3 separate regions of the Mus musculus genome follow, and all the other regions are linked to region 2. The links are chromatin contacts, called in public promoter capture Hi-C maps. All regions are on one chromosome and are shown on one strand. The core of a region is the stretch at or near the end of the contact, and the rest is flanking DNA. Distances in the headings are between cores, read along the strand shown.

Region 1 (4,764 bases), core at 154-2,653, 830 kb after region 2:
TACATACAGGATCCAGCACAACTCAGTTTCAGGCATCTACTGAGCAGCCTCAGAATGTGTCCCCAAAGAAACAGGGGTACACTGTACACACATATCTAGATAACATGCATTGAACTACTGCTAAAAGAACCAACTCACTTTTACACTAAGACAGGTGTGAGCTGGGTATGGTGGCACAGGACTGTGATCCTAGCCCTCAGAAGGCTGATTCAAGCCTTCTTAGTGCTAGATACACTAGACCCAGAAATCAATATCAGAGCACGTGCATGCGCACACACAGTACAGGCGACCAGGTTCTTTATTGGAAACAGAGCTAGTTTTCTTCCAAACTCTGCTATAAAGCAGAAAGGTGTGGAATGCTGCCCTGGCTTCTTCGGCCAGTACGGTTCCTAATGAGAAATGACACACCCCACAGTAGTCTCAGTAGTCTCCCTGGGAAGTAGGACCACTAACGATGATGCCTGGGCCACAGTAACTGAGTATTAACATCCTGCTTCAGAGGAGTGGCATGTGAGCGTCTCTGTGTAATATGCTCAGACTTTCTACACACTTAAGGATGATTCCAAGTTCTCCTGAAAAGAGGACTGTGGACTTGGCTTCAACTATGGCAAATAACTCCAGCTCTGGTCAGTACCACTTAGGGAACCACAGCATCCAGGGCTCAGGGACACAGAGTTCACCTATGGAGAGGACATCAGACCAATGTCTCACACAGCCCTCTTTATAGGCTGACATCGCCTGGGTGGGCATCATGGGCAGGAAGCCACCAGTGATGCCAGCACAGGCTGATACCAGGTAAGGGCAAAACCTTCAGCAGGACTGCCCCTACCCTGGTTCCCAAGTTTCCTGCGCCTAATGCCCACGTTGCCCACCCCACATTTAGTGACCAGCCAGGTTCTCTGACCCACACTTGCACCTGTTCTCAATCCTGTTTTCATCTCCATCCAGGTCCTCACCCAGGCCTGTCCCAGTCCAGAGCCCAGGCCACATTCCCATCCCCCTGCTCCGACCTTTGCCCCAGCCTCGCGCAGGTCAGCTGCCCTCTACCCCAGTCTTTTCCCGTACTCCATCTCCAAGGAGTACCTGTTGTCCCCCAAGGTCTCCACCCTCGAAAGATCCGTTCGGGTCCCCACCCACTGCCGGATTCCCCGGCTCGGCCCAGCGACCGCAGAGCGCCGTGCGGCCCGGCAGCTTCCCGCCGCCCCCCGCTGGCTGAGCACCTGCTTAGACTTGGCCTGTGCGGCCGTGGGGCCCTTCTTGCGCAGCACCGTCACGGTGTCCCAGTCACTCTCGGCCATGGCGCGGCGGGGGCAGCGATCCGTCCGGCGGCTCTGGCAGCTGCTCGAGACCCGGCGCGGCGACGCGACGTCCCTTCGTCGCCTCCCCGCTTCCGGCGCCAGCGCCTCGGTCCCGCCCCTGGTTCCCATTGGTCGGTGGTTCCAGGAGCCCGCACTTCCCGAGCTCTGCGGCCAATCCGCACCCGGCTAGTCTAGGGACCCGCGGGGGCTGCCCGCGGGCGGCGCGTGGAGGGCGACGCCTGATCGCCGCCACGGTTCCAGTCCCGTGTCCCTGTGGCTGCGCAGGGCGGAGCGCCAGGGGTGGGAATTGTGTGGGGATCGAAGGGAGCGGAGAGTGAGGGACCCTAAAGGAGAGAAGAGCGGAGAGGACATGGAGAGCAGACGGGAGGACCGAAGAAGAGAGTGGAGGATCCCGAGAAAAAAAGTGCAGAAGAGAGAAGAACCTTAGTAAAAAGAGTGGGGACCCGGAAGAGAGCTGGGGCGGAGAGGGAACACAGGTATCTGCGAGGGGAGTGAGGCACGGAGAAGGGGGCCCTGGAGACCTACACACACGCCATGCTAGCACAGGTGCCGTACAAGTGGGATCCTACTGATCCCAGCCGGTCTCCACCACCTTACTTCTGGAGAACCTGGGCCAGCGTCCCCCACACCAGTGGGTATACACCTGTCTTCCAGGCCACGCCTTAGGAGATCCCAGGATAGAATCCAGGTTCTCTTGTGCTTGTAGCTTGGCATTATACCAGTACTTCGAAGTTCCTTTGGAGGTGCTCTCTGGGAGAGAAACAGCAGCTGGCAAATTTTGTGGGGCCAGAAACATGTGAACCATTGATGGCTTCTTTGGAATACATAGAAACAAAATTACTTTAAAAATAAGCAACTCAGCCTCGAGGTGGTGGTCTTTAATCCCAGCATTCGGAAGGCCGAGGCAGAAGAATCTTTGGGTACGAGGTCAGCCTAGTCTACCAAACGAGCTCCGGGACAGCCAAGGCTACATAGAGAAACTGTCTCAAAAAACAAACAAAAACACCCTATAAATACAAAAATACACACACACCAAAAAAAGGAGCCTGGAGAGATGCTCTCTCTCCAGGAACTGCTCTTCCAGAGATCCTGAGGTCCCAGCAACCACATAGTGGTTCTTGACATCTGTATTTGAATACTATGCCTTCTTCTGATGTGTCTGAAGACAGCTACCGTGTACTCATATACATTAAATTAATAATAATAATAATGTAAATTACTTCTGCAACACCCGTATTTGCCAGGTGGAGATATGAGGATCAGAAGGTCAAGGTTATCTTTAGCTACAAAGCAAGTTTGAGACCTTCCAGGACTACATGGAACCCTGCTTGGGGAGGAAAACAAAATGATTATAGAGGCATAGTGGCTAAGAGCATTTGCTGCTCTTGCAGAGAACCTGAGAACAGCAGGATGTAACTCTAACTCCAGCGGCATTGATTCCCTCTTCTGGCCTCTGAGGGCACTAGGCACACAGTTGGTGTACAGACATGTAAAGGCAAAATGCCCATACACTTAAAACAAGATGGAATACACACCACACACACTCCACACACACACCACACATACATGGTGGTGGTGGTTTGGTTTGGTTGGTTTGTTTGTTTGTTTGTTTAAAGGCTCACTGTGTGGACTGGCTAGTCTGGAACTCATAAAGATCTGCCTGCTTCTACCTCCTGACTAGTGGGATTAAAAGCATGCACCTTCACTCTGGATACCAAAAAATAAAATAAAATAAAATTTTTAAAAAATCACACTTTAATTTTATTTTTAATTAAAAAATGGGGTGATGGCTTTGCAGTAAAAAGCACCGACTGCTCTTCCAGAAGACTTGAGTTTAATTCCCAGCACCTACAAGGTGGCTCCCAGGCATCTATAATTCATCTCAGGGGCTCAGATGCCTTCTGGCCTCCACAGACACGGAACACATGCTGTGCATAGATTTACATGCAGACCAAGTATCCATAAATAGAAAATAAAAGGTTTAAAATCTGTGGGGTTTTTGTTTTGTTTTGTTTTGTTTTGTTTTGAGACAGGGTCTCAGTATGTAACTTTTGCTGGATTGAATTTGATATGTAGTCCAGGCTGGCCTAAAAGATCACAGGGAGCCACCTGCCTCTGCCTCTGGAGGGCTGGAATTAAAGGTGTGCACCACCACTCCTGGCTAAAAAGTTTTAAAATAAATCTTTTTTTTTTTTAAGATTTATTTATTTATTTTATGTAAGTACACTATAGCTGTCTTCAGATACTCCAGAAGAGGGCGCCAGATCTTGTTACAGATGGTTGTGAGCCTCCATGTGGTTGCTGGGATTTGAACTCAGGACCTCTGGAAGAGCAGTCAGTGCTCTTAACCCCCGAGCCATCTCTCCAGCCCTTAAAACAAATCTTAACAGTAAGTTACAGAAATACTTTTTTTTTCCTCCTGATGTGCATTTGTTTTCAATTTGGGGAGGGATGGTATGTGTGTAAGTCAGAGGACAAGGTGGCACACACCTTTAATTTCTGCCCTTGGGAAGCAGAGGCAGGTGGATCTCTCAGAGTCCCAGGTCAGCCAGAGATACACAGTGAGATCCTGTCTCAAAATAAAAAAGTGATAATATAAAATTTTATATTTATATAAATTATATGCATATAAATATATATTCTATACATAGCATATAAGTATAAATTATATACTATATACTTATATAATTTATATTTATATAAATTATAAATATATATATAAATATAAGTTTTATGAAGCCGTATAAACTGTGTGCCTCTCTCTGTTTTTGCTTGCTGTCTTCAGCTGTGTTCTCTGCCCTCTCATGAGCTTGGCAGAATTCTTTCCTAAGAGGATAACTCAGACATTTTCCAAGGGTTCGTCCAGGTTTCTCCATCCTGAGAAAATTCAAGACATCTCACTGATGAGCTCAGTGGTAACAGGCACTACAGGGCTGACCCTGAGACAAGAGTTCTGATAAATACAATTGCGTCCATGAACGGTAAAGGATCTTTTGGCTGCTCATTATGGAGCTCAGTCTGGCCTGGAACTCAGCTCCTTTCTCAGCCCCCTGGAAACCCAGGTGAGTAGCTGGCTGGTAGGAGTGTTTCTTTTTTTTTAAATGTTGTATTTATTTTGTGCATGCATTCATGTGTGGGTGGAGGGCTTCCCAGGAGTAGTGAGACACACTTCAGAGGACAACTTCTGAGACTCAGTCCTCTTCTGCCATGTGGGTCATGGAGAAAGGCCTCAGGTCGGCAAGCTGGGCAGCGAGTGCTTTGGCCCTCAGAACCATCTCAACAGCCTGAGCATTTTAACTCTACTCAGATGTGGCTTGCGGGAGGGATTAATTCTTTTTAACTTTTGTACCTTGAATGATTGGCTGCAAAAGACTCCCGGCGAGTTCTGCATCTTTTGAAAATGTCTCTGCAAAGTGGTATCCTGACGTGCTACACCAGTCCCCCC
Region 2 (4,774 bases), core at 1,551-4,050:
CGCTCATGTGCCCACAATCTTAGCACACAGGAAGCCAAGGCAGGGAGGTTATGAATTCAACACCAAATCTGAACCAAAAGCAACTATCACAAAAACAAAACAAAAACAAAAAACCCCAGGAAGCTAAGCCTGTTCTGTGACCCTAACCACCCGCAAGGCCAACAGCAGGGAGAGGTTTTACTTCATGAATCATCTCGGTGAGCAGTGGCTCTGGGTCAGGTCTCATGTTCAGGTCCTCTAGTTCAAACTGCACAGCCATCCTCGTCATCTCAATTTCTTCATCTGCAAGAGTCCAGACAAGGGTTTGGCCTGAACCAGCAAGGAAGAAGACAGCACTGACCTGAGCAGCCGGGCCTGGCTAGGTGCTTGCTATCGTGCTAGCAAAAGCTCTGGAGCACCTGCAAGGGAGGAGGCCAGATGAAAATTAGGGCCCCCGGCCTCTTGTCTTTTTCTGTTCTGCAGACCTTTGGACCTGCTCCAAGCTCTGCTGCTTCACCTGCTGTCTGTTCCAAAACACACCTGTGAGGACACAAGGTGGCTGTGGTAACACTTAGGAACCAGACACCCCCTGAGTCAGGGCTCCATTCCTCCGCTGGAGACATGCGGCCAGGCTGCTGTGAAACTGGGCAAAAAGCAGCTGGCAGGGCTAGCTGCTGCGCCCTCTCCCATCCTAACAGGACTCAAAGACTCGGAGGATAAAGGAGACCAGGCAAGAGAAACTTCTGTAGGCATGGCATTCATGCTTACACACGGGATGAGGGACATTTCTGAGCAGAACTTTAGTAAACCCTTTAAGGTCTCGTTTAGATATATTAAAGGATGAAACATTGTGTAGAACACTGCAGGCTTGTTTCAGCACTGGCACTCTCCAATGATTGGCACATGAGTGCCCGGCTCTAACAGTGCCTCCCCACAGGAAGTTATAGCCCTTCCAAAGCTCCTCCTGACCACCCAGCCTCAGAGCCACACCTGTCAGTCGGGGGTGCAGAACCACATCAGCCAACAGATCCACCACAGTGTCCAAGCCTTTGCTGTCAGCAGACACAGCATACATGGTGGTGTCTCTGAAAGGAAATAAGCCACAATAGCAGGTGCATGGTTTACACCAGATAACAACTCAGTCACTGAGGCCCTTCATGCCAGCAAAGACACTACCACTACCTCTTTCTTGGGTGTGAAGGCCTTCTGGGAGCCACAACTGCCCACAGTGAAGCTCTCCATGAGATACTTTGGAACCAGAGGAAACTGGTTCTCCTCTCTTCACAGAGGAAGTCTCTCACTCAGGGCTTCCTAGGCCTGGACAAATAACCAGCTGGTCTAAATGAAGACTGGTTTCACATGGACACATGCCCAGCTTCAGATAGCCAGCAGCAGCCTGCCTGTTTAGCTTAGCATTCTTCCCAGGTAAAGGCCTGGACAATTAAAGGTCAAAGGATGTCAGAGAAGAAACTAGTATGGAATGCTTTCTGTCCCCAACATCAGGCATGCTGTGGATTTTCAGAGAGACTCTAAGAGACTCTGACCAAGGATGAGGAGGACATGATGAGGAGGACAGATGGACATGAAATACCTTGAGGTCTGGCAGTCACAGATACCACCATGTTTTTCCAGCGTAAGCAGGATTTCGTCTTTGCTGTCAAATCGAGCAGTGGACTATAAAAATAATTAAGCTTAAGTAAATAACCCAAAATCCATTAAGTGTACATTTGCTTTCAAACACACAAAATCATGTCAGAAGTCTTTTGTGAGCACCAACTTCATATTCAGATCCTTAACTAATACAAGTTCTTAAAAAGGAAAACTGAAAACTTATAAAAATTACAAATTAGACACTGACCGAAAATGCCAATTTTTCCAAAAAATGAGCTATTCCACTAAGATATTTCGCTTCATATCGTGATCCTGAATTAATAAGAACTGGTAATAAAAAGAAAATGGACAGGTTAAGCCAAATATTCAAAACATTTAATCAACAGAAAGTTTTCAAAACAATGGCCAATAGAACTTACTTCCTACGGTACAGAATTGTCCAAACTTATTTTGAGATGCCACACGAAGCCCATTGTCCAGAGTGGTAACTTTGGTTTCAAACTTTTCCTGTCCATCAACTGTTGCAAAAATAGGCTTGGGTACTCCAGGCAAGGGAGAAGAGAGGGGGATGTTGGGGTAGGTGGCACCACTGCTGAACCGTCTGTGTGCAGGAGATCCAAACCTACAGCAGAGCAGCAAAATATTTAGTCTTATTTTATGTCACGGATGTATGTTCATCACAGGCATGCCCGTTGTCCATGGAGGTCAGAAGAGGGCTTTGGATCCCCTGGATAGTGGAGTTATAGATAGATGGTTGTGAGCCACCAAATGGGCGCTGGTAGCCAAACCCAGGGGAAGCAGTCAGTAGGCCTAACTACTGAGCCATCTCTTCGACCCCGGTCTTTGGGGCTTCACTGTCCACTCTGATCAGCAGGCTGCGTGAGAAACGAGTTCCTGTGCATATGGGCCTGGGCAAGCCCGGCCCCTCAGGGCTTCGCTTTGGTCTAAAGGCTCCAGCCGAGGGACTCTGCCGACCACTCCCAACCAGGTTCCAGTCCCCAGCTCCTTCTCCAGGCCCAAGGCGCCTGTGCTCTGATCCAGAGGCCCATTCTTCTCTTCCAGTTCCCCCCGGTACCAACTCCCCCGAGTCCTCCCTTCCTCGCACCGAGACAGGCCTCGGCTCACCTGGGCCGCGCGCACAGCACCGCAGATCCCCGAAGCAGCCGCGCAGCCGCCCACACTGCCGTCGCCATCGCGCCGCCGCGCTTCTGCGGTCACTTCCGCTTCCGACCCCGCCCCGCGGCGTTCGGCGCTGGCTTCCGGCCCGCCGAGCCGGATGAGGCAGGGGCCGGCGACTGCCTTGCGGGCCATGGGGCCGCGGCCGGGTTAGGGCGCGGCGATGTCGGGCTACGCGCGGCGGCAGGGCGCGCCCCCTCTATCGCGGACGCGGAGCCTTGTGGTTCCCGACGGTGAGCGGCGCGCGGCTGGGGCAGGGCCGGGGGGCGCGGGCGGCGGCGGCCCGCGGTGAAGCCGCTCTCGTTGTCGCTTACAGCTCCTGCGTTCTATGAGCGCCGGTCTTGTCTCCCCCAGCTAGACTGTGAGCGCCCCCATGGCGGGGACCTGCACCCCCATCTCTTCGGCTTTCGGCCGACGTTTATGTGCTATGTGCCCAGCCCGGTGCTGGCTTCGGTAGGAGACACAGGTGAGAGTCGGTCGGGGCGCCGGCCACAGTGCGGAGCTGGGCAGCGCGGGGAGCCCTCCCCACAGCCCGCCCGCCCGCCTCAAGGCAGGAAGGTAGTGCCTGGTGGAGCTCGGAGGCCACTTAAGCCCACCGGCTTGGGCAAGGCCAGGGGCTGGACCTAGCGGGTCTGCGTTCCACCTGCAGCTGCTCTTAGAGCGCGCAGGGATGTGTAGTTTACCGCATCCAGCCTCAGAAGACAGCTTTCTAGTCCCAGACTCAGTGGGAGTCAGGCGTCTGCGGTCTTCACCTCCCTGGACAAACGCTGCAGTCATAAGGCTTGCTGTGATCACGGTGAGCTGACCATGTCTTTTTGCAGGTTTTGGCTATGGAAAGGGGAAATGTACTAACCAAGGTCCTTCGGGAGCCCCTGAGACGCGCTTTGGAGGTAGAGTAGCTCAGTGGGTCTTCTTTCCCTCTTAGACTCAGTGCCTGGCAGGGGTCTGGCCATGGGCTTTCAGGATGACAGGGTTTAAGGGGTATATACCTGGAGCCCAAAAGAGCAGTGGAGCCGGGCAGTGGTGGCGCACGCCTTTAATCCCAGCACTTGGGAGGCAGAGGTAGGCGGATTTCTGAGTTCGAGGTCAGCCTGGTCTACAGAGTGAGTTCCAGGACAGCCAGGGCTACACAGAGAAACCCTGTCTTGAAAAACCAAGAAAAAGAAAAAAGCGACATAAGATGTAGGTGTTATGAGACCCACATAAGCAACTGAGTCTGATAGGTGTGGAGGTAGAGGCTGGTCAACTAGGGTAGTTGGAGAGAAGGTCAGAGGAAGGGATGGCATAGAGCAGTTCCTGAGATGCACTGTGGCATCTCAGCAGCTTTGAATCGCCTACAGTAGCCTTCAGCCCACTGTGTTGTGTGTTTGTGTGTGCGCACAGGGGGTAGTATGTGTAGGGGGGTGGAGTGAAGTCAGCCTCAGCAACCTACAGGCTTTACTGGGGAACTGGGCATATGACTCAGAGGTAGATCAGTTACCTGAATGTGGGTGGACCCCTGGACTTGACCTTTGTTTGGCACAGCATTTTTTGTTTCTTTTAAAGTGGCAAGGGTTGTCTCAAGGAGGCCAAAGGGTGAGAGCCTGCATATTCTCTAACCTCTTTGGCAGCTCTCATGTTCTGTAATGTTCTTTGAGTTACAGTTGAAACGTGATGGTAACACAGGATGTTGGGCCCTTTCACAGTCTTCTGTGGTGTTCGTTTTTTCAGGTGACAAACTTGAAGACCTTGAAGAAGCCAATCCATTCTCCTTCAAAGAGTTTTTGAAAACCAAGAACCTCAGCCTGTCAAAAGAAGACACGACCACCAGCCGAATTTACCCAAAGGTACATCTGGGAAGCTGTCAGTGGTTGCCTTAAAGGACATCTCTTGTACCTTACAGCTTTGGAGGCAGACACTTGAGTGTGGGGAGCAAAGCAGGACAGATATGGCTGCTGACAGAGAGACTGTGTATGGGTGGAACAGCTGCTTGGCCCCCTTTTGGTAGATGAGATGGGCCTTCTTTGTG
Region 3 (4,490 bases), core at 649-3,148, 810 kb after region 2:
CAGTTTCTCTAAAGACAAGCCAAGGTTTCTGGCTCCTTACAGGACCCTGCCTGGAATCCTTCTGGCAGGCTTCTCTTGGTGCAAGGGACTCCCTGTTCAGACCGAAAGATTTGTGCTTTGGGGATGCTATACATTACCCTTCACTCTACACCGCCTAAAATGAGAGCTAGGTCGTCTGTGGTCCCAGTATACACCTACCTTATAACGCGGCCCCTTTAAGTGCTATTCTATTGGTAGCCACTAGGGGCAGTACTGAGCCGCCAGGCCAGGATCACAGCTGCTGCCTCCAAGCTTCTGCTGGTACCGGGTGTATGTATATATATATATATATTTATAGCGGGGCCAGGTACACACTGGGACCGACCTGGGCTATGCAGACTACTCGGGCTCGGCTCGTGGAGTAATCACCAGGTAAGAGGCCAAGCCAAACTGCCCAGCATGTGGAGCTGTTGGCACGGGAGGGGGCTGCACGGAAGGATGAGGAGTCCCCGCCCCCAAGCAACGCAGACTAGGTTCTTGCTGATGGCTGCTCCAGGACGGGCCAAAGCAGGACTGCTATTTGGGAAGGGCCTTCAAAATACCTAGGATACAAGAGCAAGCCCCAACCCCATCCCAAAGGGAGCGTGTGTCACAGTGCACTGCTCCTGACAGCTGCAGCCAGCAAAGCCGACTGTCACCTTCCTGGGGCGGAGCCTCAGACCCTGTCATCTCACCCAAACTCTGACCTGGCACTGAGTTTAGAATGAAAGGGGTCTTAATAGGGTCGGCATGAACCTGGGTTTGGAACAAGCCTTGGTACTTAGTAGCTCTGACTCCAAAGAGCACCCCTCTAACAGCCCCTTGTACACCTGGACTAGAGACCCGAAAGGCCCATCCACTTACAAGTCCTGCCAGGCCCCAACACACTCTCAACTTCCTCTGGAGCAGATGTCCTGGGAGTAGGTGCATTATGGGGGGAGGGTGTGTGTGTGTGTGTGTGTGTGTGTGTGTGTGATCGCCTTCTTAAACCCTCTTTCTCTAGCCAGCTCCAGGCCCTGGAGACCACAGACACTGGTGGCCCACATCTGAACATTAGCCTAGATCGTTTTCAGCCCATAGCTCCAGGGATGAACAACCACACGTTTCCATGGAGCTTTCCAAAGCCAGAGTGGGAAGGACTCTGTCCTGGGGAGGGGCTTTCCCGCCCTCTCCTCTGCCTCCTCCTAGCTAGCAGCCTCCTGGCTTGGTACACTAGTGGTAGTTTTCAGCTTAGAGGAAGGACACCATGAACTCGTGGCTCACATGGCCCCACGTGGTTCTGTAGCCTAAACCTGGCTTTAGCACACACTGGGGGTGGGGGAAGGGTCCATGTGCAATTCTGCAAAGCAGGAGAGTCTTGCTGTAGCCTTCTCTGTTCCAGCAAGCTTGGTGGGTTTCATTCAAGCAACTGGGGTCCAAGATTTATGCAAAAGGAAGAGGGATTTGAGACCCAAGAAAACTCTGGGATCATTCCTCTGCCTAGGACCTCATCGAGTTGAGGGGACTTACGCTTAGTTAAAAAGGACTTGAGTGCTAGGAGAAGAGTTCTCTGCCCAGCCTAGTCGGCAGGCAGGAACCATTCATTGACTCACCTGGGACTCTGCATTATCAGAGGGTCTACCTGTAAGGAAATCTAAAAGTGCATCGTTCCAACTGTAGGCACCAGAGGGCAGTAGTGCTGAGATCACGTCCCGCTTTGATCTACCTAAGCCTGCCCAACCGACCCTAGTAGGGGGAGAGAATGCCTGGCAGGTTTAACTCAGGAGTTCCCTCTACAAAGAAGGTCCACAGTAGCCTAAATTCTCCTGGCCCATCTACCCCACAGGTCGCATGGACTGTGAGCTTTCTCCTGCAGGTACATCTAACATAGGCATGGAGGCAGCACCAGAAGCCTTGACCATGACCTGCAGCCAAGGCTGCACCATCCCCTATGCCCCAGGTAAGCCGGACCAGCACGTGGGGTGGGGTGGGGTAAAGGGCTTGGGGTGCAGAGGAGGCTGCCCTGACCGGTATCTCCTCCCAGGGCAAAATCCCCGAAAGGCCGTGTGACTGGAGCTGCCAGCCTGGGGACGTCTTTTAAGATGACCCGCACGGACCCGCCGGACTTGCTGGTGTCGACCGTGTACCAGGACATCAAGGTGGTGGACCCAGGGCTCACGTCCAAACGCCAGCCATGTGAGCGATCCGTGGCCCGGCCTGCTGCGCCCACGCCTTTCAACAAGCGCCACTGCCGTAGTTTTGACTTCTTAGAGGCACTGGACGAGCCCACCATGGAGACACACCCAGAGCCGCCACCTCCTGAACCTGCGCCACCGCGCGCCCGACCCAGAGACAGCGAGCCTCGGCGCCGCACCCGTTCCAAGAGCGCGCCCCGTGCGTCCCAAGGCCTGGCGACTGCTCCAGCTTCGCCGCCCGTACTGCAACGCAGAGGTCGGGAAGCCCAGCGTGCAGTGCGGGTGGAGGGGTCGCCGCGCCGGGAGCCCTCGTATCCTGCGCTGAGAGCTCTCGCTAATGAGCTGCACCCCATCAAGCTCCAGCCACAGCGGGGAGGCCCCGGACGCATCGCGCCTCTATGCGCCACCCCAGGCCGCTGCGCACCACCGGAACCACCCTCTGGACCTGTCCCCCATGTCCGCTGCCGTTTGGACATCAAGCCGGACGAGGCAGTGCTGCAGCACGCCGCCCGAAGCTCGCGATCTTGCGCACCTAGAGAGACGACGTCCTGGGCTCGCACAGCTCCACAGTTCCATGGCCTCACAGTTCCCGGCCCTCGCCACGTGGCCCTGTCACGCACTCCTACCCCCAGTGACTTGTACTGTACTGACCCCAGAACTCTGTACTGTGACGGGCCACTGCCTGGGCCCCGGGACTACTTGGAGCACCGCAGTCAACCCTTCACAACGCCTCCAGGTCCCACCCAATTCTTCTACACCGAGGAGCCAGAGGGCTACGCAGGCAGCTTTACCACAAGCCCCGGCCTTCCCTTTGATGGCTACTGTTCCAGGCCCTACTTGTCCGAAGAACCCCCTAGACCCAGTCCAAGGCGTGGGGGCAGCTACTATGCTGGCGAAGTACGCACCTTCCCGATCCAGGAGCCCCCCTCCCGCTCCTACTACGGGGAGACAACTCGAGCCTACGGTATGCCTTTCGTTCCCCGGTATGTCCCAGAAGAGCCCCGGGCGCACCCTGGAGCCCGCACTTTCTACACCGAGGACTTTGGGAGGTACCGAGAACGCGATGTACTGGCTCGGACTTACCCGCACCCGCGCAGCAGCCCACCCTGGGCTGACTGGGGTCCGAGGCCTTACCGCACCCTTCAGGTAATGCCGCCTCCCGCCCCTGGACCACTGTTGGCCTCGTGGCACGGCGGCACCGGCACAAGCCCACCCCGGCTGGCCACCGATAGCCGCCACTACTCTCGATCCTGGGACAACATCCTAGCTCCTGGTCCTCGTCGTGAAGATCCTCTAGGACGCGGCCGCAGCTATGAGAACCTCCTGGGACGCGAGGTTCGGGATACGAGGGGTTCATCCCCTGAAGGTCGGCGTCCACCAGTCGTAGTGAATTTGTCCACCTCACCCAGACGCTATGCAGCACTGTCGCTGTCCGAGACGTCGCTGACAGAGAAGGGCCGCGCGGGAGAGAGCCTGGGCCGCAACTGGTACGTCACGCCAGAGATTACCATCACAGACAACGACCTGCGCTCAGTGGATCGCCCGACTGCCAAGGGCTGGGAATTGCCTGGAGGCCGACCACGGCAGCCCGTATCCACGGTCCCTGAGGGTCCTGCTTCAAGCCGCCAGCGCAGCCTCGAGCAGCTGGACGAGCTCATCACTGACCTGGTCATCGACTCACGGTCGCCAGCCCAGGCCCCGGAGCCTGCCGCCGAAGGTTTAGGCCGCCAACTACGCCGCCTGCTGGACTCACGGGCTGCAGGCCCTGGAGGGGCCACCCTGCTGGCGCCATCGCGCTCGCCCCCGGCCTCGGCTGGCAGCACTGAAGAGCCCACCGGCTCGGGGGAGGCAGCGGACGCCTCCCCCGAGCCCAGCGCAGACGAGGATGACTTGATGACCTGCTCCAACGCGCGCTGCCGGCGGACAGAGACCATGTTCAACGCCTGCCTCTACTTCAAGTCGTGCCACAGCTGCTATACCTACTACTGCTCGCGTCTGTGCCGCCGAGAGGACTGGGACGCGCACAAGGCGCGTTGCGTGTACGGCCGCGTGGGCAGCGTGTGCCGCCACGTGCTGCAGTTCTGCCGCGACAGCAGCCCAGTGCATCGCGCCTTCTCTCGCATAGCGCGCGTCGGATTCCTGTCGCGAGGCCGTGGCGTGCTGTTCTTGGGCTTCCCGAGCCCAGGCTCTGCCGACAACTTCCTACGCTTTGGCCTCGAAGGGTTGCTGTTATCGCCCACCTACCTGTCGCTGCGTGAGCTGGCTACACATGCGGCGCCCCTGGGTAGCTATGCACGA

What was found. Promoter capture Hi-C pulls out the DNA fragments that hold promoters and counts their contacts.
Region 1: a promoter capture Hi-C map of embryonic stem cells shows a contact between it and region 2, with 3 times the contacts expected there. The contact joins the promoter of Edf1 here to the promoter of Pmpca in region 2. A contact is called at or near these places in 4 of 39 promoter capture datasets (cranial neural crest, embryonic stem cells, hippocampal neurons and 1 more), 1 of 484 Hi-C or Micro-C datasets (embryonic stem cells), 3 of 115 datasets of contacts at active chromatin or transcription factors (microglia, neural tube and pancreatic cancer cells) and 1 of 9 other capture datasets (pancreatic islet).
Region 3: a contact with region 2 is called in a promoter capture Hi-C map of hippocampal neurons, with 4 times the contacts expected there. The contact joins the promoter of Ajm1 here to the promoter of Pmpca in region 2. A contact is called at or near these places in 12 of 39 promoter capture datasets (the 3T3-L1 cell line, 3T3-L1-derived adipocytes, the HPC-7 cell line and 8 more), 1 of 484 Hi-C or Micro-C datasets (B cells), 1 of 115 datasets of contacts at active chromatin or transcription factors (astrocytes) and 1 of 9 other capture datasets (embryonic stem cells).

Annotation. Positions count from the first base shown.
Region 1 is chr2:25,554,486-25,559,249 of GRCm38.p6, reverse strand. It overlaps Edf1 (endothelial differentiation-related factor 1), which reads right to left and starts at 1,403. Exons shown (of 5, transcript NM_021519.2): 1 at 1,221-1,403. The coding sequence starts at 1,298. Gm35476 (a long non-coding RNA gene) reads left to right here and starts at 1,722. Exons shown (of 4, transcript XR_866044.3): 1 at 1,722-1,795; 2 at 4,105-4,381.
Region 2 is chr2:26,387,374-26,392,147 of GRCm38.p6, reverse strand. It overlaps Pmpca (peptidase (mitochondrial processing) alpha), which reads right to left and starts at 2,800. Exons shown (of 13, transcript NM_173180.3): 1 at 2,716-2,800; 2 at 2,010-2,212; 3 at 1,838-1,917; 4 at 1,571-1,653; 5 at 970-1,064; 6 at 182-282. The coding sequence starts at 2,783. Entr1 (endosome associated trafficking regulator 1) reads left to right here and starts at 2,832. Exons shown (of 10, transcript NM_026563.3): 1 at 2,832-2,999; 2 at 3,083-3,232; 3 at 3,588-3,656; 4 at 4,477-4,592. The coding sequence starts at 2,930.
Region 3 is chr2:25,577,507-25,581,996 of GRCm38.p6, reverse strand. It overlaps Ajm1 (apical junction component 1), which reads left to right and starts at 1,898. Exons shown (of 1, transcript NM_001005424.2): 1 at 1,898-4,490. The coding sequence starts at 2,100.